Regions from separate parts of the Mus musculus genome. Here region 2 is linked to region 1. The links are chromatin contacts, called in public Hi-C maps. All regions are on one chromosome and are shown on one strand. The core of a region is the stretch at or near the end of the contact, and the rest is flanking DNA. Distances in the headings are between cores, read along the strand shown.

Region 1 (3,445 bases), core at 293-2,792:
ATGCAAGTATACCCAAGAGGATGTAGAATTATTAAATTTTGTTGAAATTTCCATAGCCTTAAGCTGGTAATCTCATTGAGAGATGACTAGGAATTGAATTTCTGGCTTTAGTGACATTTGGAAGATGTCGTTTACACGAAGCATATAGTTGAGGAACTTAAAAAGAAAGCTAATGTATGTAGAAGTTTTAAGACTGAAATCAAGGAAGCTTGTAACACAGTGTGATTTACTGAACCAAAAAGGATCCCCCGTTTCCACCTTCGGTTAGTGAAAGAGTCCAGGTCAGAAATTTGTAAGATACACAAAGAACGCTGGACCTTAGCTTGTCCTGGACTTCAGCAACAAGCCTTCCAAAAGCAGTGGGCTTCCAGTCAAGCAACCCAACTTTGCTTCCTTCTTTCCCATGTGTATTAAATCCCTCACCAACAGACCTAGTACACAGCAGAAGACAGCTAGTCACTTAGCCCCCAGAAGCAAATCACAGACCAAGGGGAAGCTGCCAGAGGAATTCTAGAGCTAGAAGCACCACCTAACTTTCCAACCACGAGGGGATGCTTCCTCATCTCATTCATAATTCTCATCTCTTGCTCTTGCTTCCCTTTGAAAATCAGTTTCCTGGTTCTTGTTTATTGATTCCCGTGTACCTATATCTTTCAATACTTAATATGTGCTGGTTCTTCTGTGGGTGGCTAGTGACATATACAGGGAGAAACAAAAATAAATGACAGTATGCAGCTAAGGAGGGCCTGAATCCTACACAAAGATCTAAAGGCCAGGTAGAAAGGTGGAAAGCCAGAGAAATGCTCTTACCCGGGAAGAGCATACCAATCAGTTATTCAATACCAAGTGATCAGTCCTGAAAACACACACAAGTAACATTATACAAACCAAACAGGTTATATCTATCTCTATCTCTATCTCTATCTCTATCTCTATCTCTATCTCTCTCTCTCTCTCTCTCTCTCTCTCTATCTCTATCTCTATCTCTATCTATATCTATATCTATATCTATATCTATATCTATATCTATATCTATATCTATATCTACCTATCTATATCATCTCTATCTCTATCTCTCTATATCTATCTATATCTACATACATGTAAGGAATAGGAACAAAAGTTAATGAAAAAAAGTGGACCCATATTAGAAATAGAGCTAGTATGTTGAAGGGTATGGAGGGAGGAAAGGGGAGGGAGAAAGGATGTAATTATACTATAATGTAAGAAAATAAAAATGATGAAAATAAAAATGACAAAGCCCTCACGTAAAGTGTTTCTGACACAAAATTGTTAAATTGTTGTGACCTATTTGTATGGACAGGGTACATTATGTAACCTGTAGCTTGTATCTAAATTCCATGCAACTAAATAAAAATGTGTGATACCTCAAATCAGTCATCCATTCTGGGCTCCCGTCTATAGGATTTTGACACACCTGTAATTATTCTAAATCTCCACTGGATGTCAATACTGCTCAAGGAAATGCAGTTTAGACATTGTAATTGGGTGCATACAAGTAAGCCAAGCCAGGAAAAGGCTTTACAAAGAAGGTTCCAGAGGGGGAAGTATGGACGGGCATACCTCCGCTCCAGGTGTGGACCAGACGCAGGCAGAGCGAAGGCAGACAGCACTCGGAGTAGCAGTCTAGAAACCCTCAGACCAAAGCCTGAAGTCTGTTTTCCACAATGCCTCTTCAGTGTCTGATTTACACAGAAATGAAACCTCGTTTTTCTGTAAAGAATTTTGGTATTTCTAATAGTAAAATGGAAGGTGCTTGTGGAATTAAAGTTAGAAGTCCAATTGTTGTGCCAGGAAATGTTGGTGAACCCCAAAAGGCCACCCAAGGAGCAGTTTCGATGTAATCGCATTAGCGTGTCTTTATTACAAGTTTGGGCGTGGGTTCCCCTCCAACCCAACCCTGACACAGCAGAACCAGAAGATGGAGCAGCCTCGAATCCTTAGTAGGGCAAGGTTTTGTAGTAAGGTGGGCGGGGTCCAGCCTGGTTAACATCTAACTGAACGTTTATTGTAAGCCGACAGGTGGGTGCTCTGAAGCAAGACTGTATACAACCACGGACTGTCTGGGTCTGAAAGTACATCTGAAACAATCAGACTTATCTTTGATTAACCGTTGCTAGGAAGTAGTTAGGGAGTAACGCTGGCCAAGGACAAGCCATGGGGTCCTTCCTCGTACTTGGGTGCAGCTTGGGTTCAGCGGCTGGCCAAGTTCTCAAGCTTTTTTTCCAAGATGGAGTAGGTTTGGCCTCTCATAATCCTGCTTTGTTTCTTCTGTTCACCGCGCAGACGTGTACACATTTTAGACGTGTACACATTTTAGAGACATCCTTGGTAAGAAAATTACCTGGGCTGTTTGGTTCGAGCCCGGGGACATCACTCTGCTGGGAAGAATAAAAATATGCTTCAAAGAGTGAAAGGAATTTTGATCCTGTTTTGGAACACGTTTAGCTTCCAGCAATAACTAGCCTGATCCAGAATTGCAGTAAGACTTGTAAGATCTGCCTTGTTATTTTTCCCGCTCGAGTCTTTTCTAAAACTGGGGGTGGGGTGGGGGGGAGTGGAGGGAGGGGTGTTAAGAATTTGTTTTACTTTGTTATTCTACAGTAGGAAACCATGCACTCTATTTTTGTTATTTATAAATAAAATATTGCCTTTCCATAGGGTTGCTCATTTTAAAAACTGGAAAGAACACAGTGTCTAATATTTTGAGTTTATATTCTGCAAGCAGGACACAGGGGTCCAGACCTGATGAGGTTCCTTTAGCAAGAAACAACCCCACTGCTTATTGTTCAAATATCTTAGATATTACATAGGAGTATATTTAGAAAGGCTATTAGGGCACTAAAAGTACTCTTATGCTTATCGTGAACTAGAATTGCATAATTAATCATAAAAATATTGAATAGAAGACTTTTCAGTGAAAATTTTTGATGTCTAGACAAAATTACTCAACATACAATTTTAAGTATGGAAATAATCAGGTCCATAGAATTATCTCTAAACAAGGGCACCATTTGGAGGCTGGGGGTAGTAGCTTCACTCACTAACATACTTTCTTTTAAGTACTTGCAATTACCACAGCCTAAGTTTGAACTCTGTAAATCACAATAAAAAAAAAAAGAAAAGAAAAAAGAAAAGAAAAATGAAACGCCATGTGCAACAGTTTGTACTTAGAATCCCAGTGATTGGGAGGCAAAGACAGGCAAATTCCCGGGGCAGGTTTTGCTACCTAGTCTAGTCCTCAAGATGAGTTCCATGCCCATGAGAGACTGTCTTAAAAAAAAAAAAAAGGCAGGTGGCAGGCGGCATTTGAGATATGACATGCAAATGGCAAAGTGTGAGAATTTCACAAGGATGCTGAGGTAAATAACAAGCAGATCACTTGACCAGTTATAGGTGAGCTATCCTGAAAATAGAAGCCACA
Region 2 (3,189 bases), core at 130-2,629, 270 kb after region 1:
CATAAAATTTTAGACATAGTTGTTTTATCTCTATTCCCAATTACCCCTAAATCATATTGATTCTTCCTTCTCTACTTTCTCCTCCTTCATAGACTCCTTACCCTGGGCCTGGCTTGCATTACTTCATCTTTTAACTGAATTTTCTGATTATAAAAATGCCATAAGAATTCATCTACATTATATATCACCTGCGCGTTGTATTTAAATACAATGTCTAAATCTATTTTTTCTGTGTCTAAATCTAATTTTTCCCTCTTTTAAATCATATTGTATTCTCTCCAGGCTTATCTTCCTAAAACATAGCCTACTATGGAAAAGTCCCCCAGTCACCTAGAAGACAAGACATCTTTGCCTGGAAGATCCTAGACAACCTAGTTCTCTTTTTCTCTCCAATTCTATTTGCTCCTGGCTTTATTGTACTGCCAGAGCCATAAAAATTTCCACAGTAACAAAAGCAATGAAAAAATGGCAATAAAATGATCCATCCATGATCTTCTCCTAAACTCAAGCCCAACTCCTTCATTTTATTATAATTTTTCCCCTGGGACAGTCAAAAGCCCTGGCTTCTGTCCCCTCCTCCCTCTGGTGGATACATTTTGATAGGTAACAAATTTTTAAAAACTTTTAATCCTTCTCCTGTTGATCTCCCTCCAGGAGATATGAATAAAGATCATGACTGAGCGAATGCCAGGGCATAAACTGTATTAAGAACTCTAGAATTGAAAGCCTGCATTCTTTAAATCAGCCCCCTGCCGTGAGAGCAGAGAGTCAACTCTTGCACTCTCTATCCAATGGCAGTGAAATCTCAAATCTGCTCTGAGGTCAGAGGTAGGGCTTCGTGAAGGCTTAGCTTGAGACGCAGATCGTTGTCCAGGTGGTTTGTGCACAGGATGCTCTAAGGAGAAGCCTAGCAGGGAAGCAGAGAAGCAGCTCAGGCACGAGGACAAGCAAAGGGGGGTTGGCTCATACGCTCACTCTGACCACACAGGGAGCCCTGGATCATCCATGGTTGCTCATGGACGGTTCTCACCTTCAGCGATATGAGCTTGATACCCATTCCCTCATACCACTGCAGGATGCCTGCAGATATAACGTCCTACTCAGCTCCTGTCACCTGAGGGTGATTCTCCCAGAAAGTGGCCACCAGATGCATTTAACAGGCAGCGTTCCTGGGTCGAGGAAGAAGATGAGAGCATTGGTGAAGCAGAGGTGACCTGAAGGGGACAACTGCAGCATCACTGTGTTTTCCAAGGGTTGCCCCGCCAGTTCTAGCACAGTTAAGTTCATACTGCAGGTTTCTTTGATCTTTCCAGGCCACTGGCTGTGTTCTGCATGGTCTCCTTAGAATAAACACCGTTTGTTCTACCCGAACTATGCACTGTTGAACACAATCTATCAGCCTGACTCATTTGCTCCCCGTGACAGCATAAAGGATCCTAACACAACACAGAACAGGCAAATACACGTAGAATGAAAGACCCCAGGAAGACTCAGGCTCTTCGTGTGCCTTATCTCCATTGATCCTCACAAAAGAAGAAACTTGCTCTGTGTGTGTCAAAGAAGCGTGCTCCGTGAGTTTAGTCTATTGGCAAAGTAATTTGTAGTTAAGTTTCTGGGCTGTTAGGGAGGCAGATACAAGTGGAGAGCAAGCAGCCTGCCCCCCCCCCCAAAACAAATGCTGTACTACCACCTTTTGCGAAAAGAAGACAAACATAATCCTATATCCCATGGAAAACAAATTAAAAACAGTATAATGAGAAAACAGGTACACGACATATTGCCACACAGTCATTTCCCTTCTCAGATTTCCCACTACACTTTCAGAGTCCTTTTCAGATTTTAAATCAAGAAGATGGAACTTGGTGAAGCAGACTAAACCACTCAAAGCGGATAGCCATTAGCCATTGCCTGTTGGGAAGCATGTTGTCTGTCCCAGCCTTCTTGTCCTCCCTGGTCCTTCTCATTCTAGTGTCCAAATGCTCATCTGGCAAAATGGTGGAGAATATGAGTGCAGCAAAGAAGCTTCAGTGAGATGCGATATTAGCAACGATAAAGAAAACTCAAAGCCAAAACTGAGCGCAAAGCATGCTGGGTGCACGGGGCAGGGCAGGGCGTGTCTCTGCTCTGTCTAGATCTGGATATACTTGCTGTAGACAGAGGGGCGAGACACCTCGGGGAAGATTTGTTCGTGCCACTCCAACCAGCGCTCTCATTGCTGTTAGAATAGGAGATAGTGTGGAGAACATTGGGAACACATATAAGCTCTCATTAACAGTGAATGACAAGCTAATTTCCTCTTCATTTGTACAATATAGACATCATGCATTTTTATGAGGTTAAATCGGGGGTTCTGAAAGTTTAGCAAACAATTCTTAAGAGAGTTCTGTATTCCCTAATAACATTTTCTTTAAAAAAAAAAAAAAAAAAAAAAAAAAGGAGGCTAAGAAAGTAGAGATAAAGATGTAGAACTTTTGTCTCTAGGCAAGTCGAGAAGAAAATGTAAAAATATTCAACATAAGAGAACACAGTGGCATCAGATGCAGACTCGGGAGGCTAGAGTGGGAGCCAAGGTTATAGTAGAGACTAGAGTGGGAGCCAAGGTTATAGTAGAGACTAGAGTGGGAGCCAAGGTTATAGTAGAGACTAGAGTGGGAGCCAAGGTTATAGTAGAGACTAGAGTGGGAGCCAAGGTTATAGTAGAGACTAGAGTGGGAGCCAAGGTTATAGTGTGCGTGAGGGAGATTTAGCAGGGGTAGATTCAGGGGGAGGGGTTGGAAGCAAACCCGGGGCCTCTCACATGTTTGGTAAGCACTCTACCACTTAGTCATATAACCAGCCCGAACACATAATTTCTTTAAAATTAAAAATAAAAAAGAAGACATTTTGCTAAACCCTGGCCACCATGTATTGGCCATCATGGGCCCAGCCTCAGTCCCTGAGCCTCTGTTTTTGGGTGACCCACCAGTTTGAGACTGGACACGACCAGACGTCACTACGACTGCTCCATTTCTCAGGTTGCCTTCCCATCCCTCCCTTGTGACACCTTGACACCATGCCAGAGCGGGTCCCAATGAGTGCTACTCCTGCTTGTAATTGTTACCAGCCCACCCAGAACACAGGCTGCCTTGTGAGATTGACTAGAACAGACTCTCAGCCCTCTGTGCACCCAGCCTGATCCTGAAATCCTGG

Evidence for each region. A called contact is a pair of places that touch in the nucleus more often than the background predicts.
Region 2: a contact with region 1 is called in a Hi-C map of uterus, with 4 times the contacts expected there. The contact joins two enhancer-like sites. A contact is called at or near these places in 24 of 484 Hi-C or Micro-C datasets (adipose-derived mesenchymal stem cells, brain, cerebellar granule neurons and 11 more), 1 of 115 datasets of contacts at active chromatin or transcription factors (embryonic stem cells) and 1 of 9 other capture datasets (embryonic stem cells).

Annotation. Positions count from the first base shown.
Region 1 is chr10:115,919,714-115,923,158 of GRCm38.p6, forward strand. No RefSeq gene overlaps it. Among named protein-coding and RNA genes, the nearest start is that of 4930422I22Rik, 52 kb to the left of the region's middle. Within about 2 kb of position 1,543, at least 1 of the 459 cell types and tissues checked has an H3K27ac peak or open chromatin away from gene starts, as enhancers often do. A contact at or near this core is called in uterus, where this site is marked.
Region 2 is chr10:116,193,257-116,196,445 of GRCm38.p6, forward strand. All of the region lies in intron 6 of Ptprr (protein tyrosine phosphatase, receptor type, R), which reads left to right. Among named protein-coding and RNA genes, the nearest start is that of Taf7l2, 81 kb to the left of the region's middle. Within about 2 kb of position 1,380, at least 9 of the 459 cell types and tissues checked have an H3K27ac peak or open chromatin away from gene starts, as enhancers often do. A contact at or near this core is called in uterus, where this site is marked.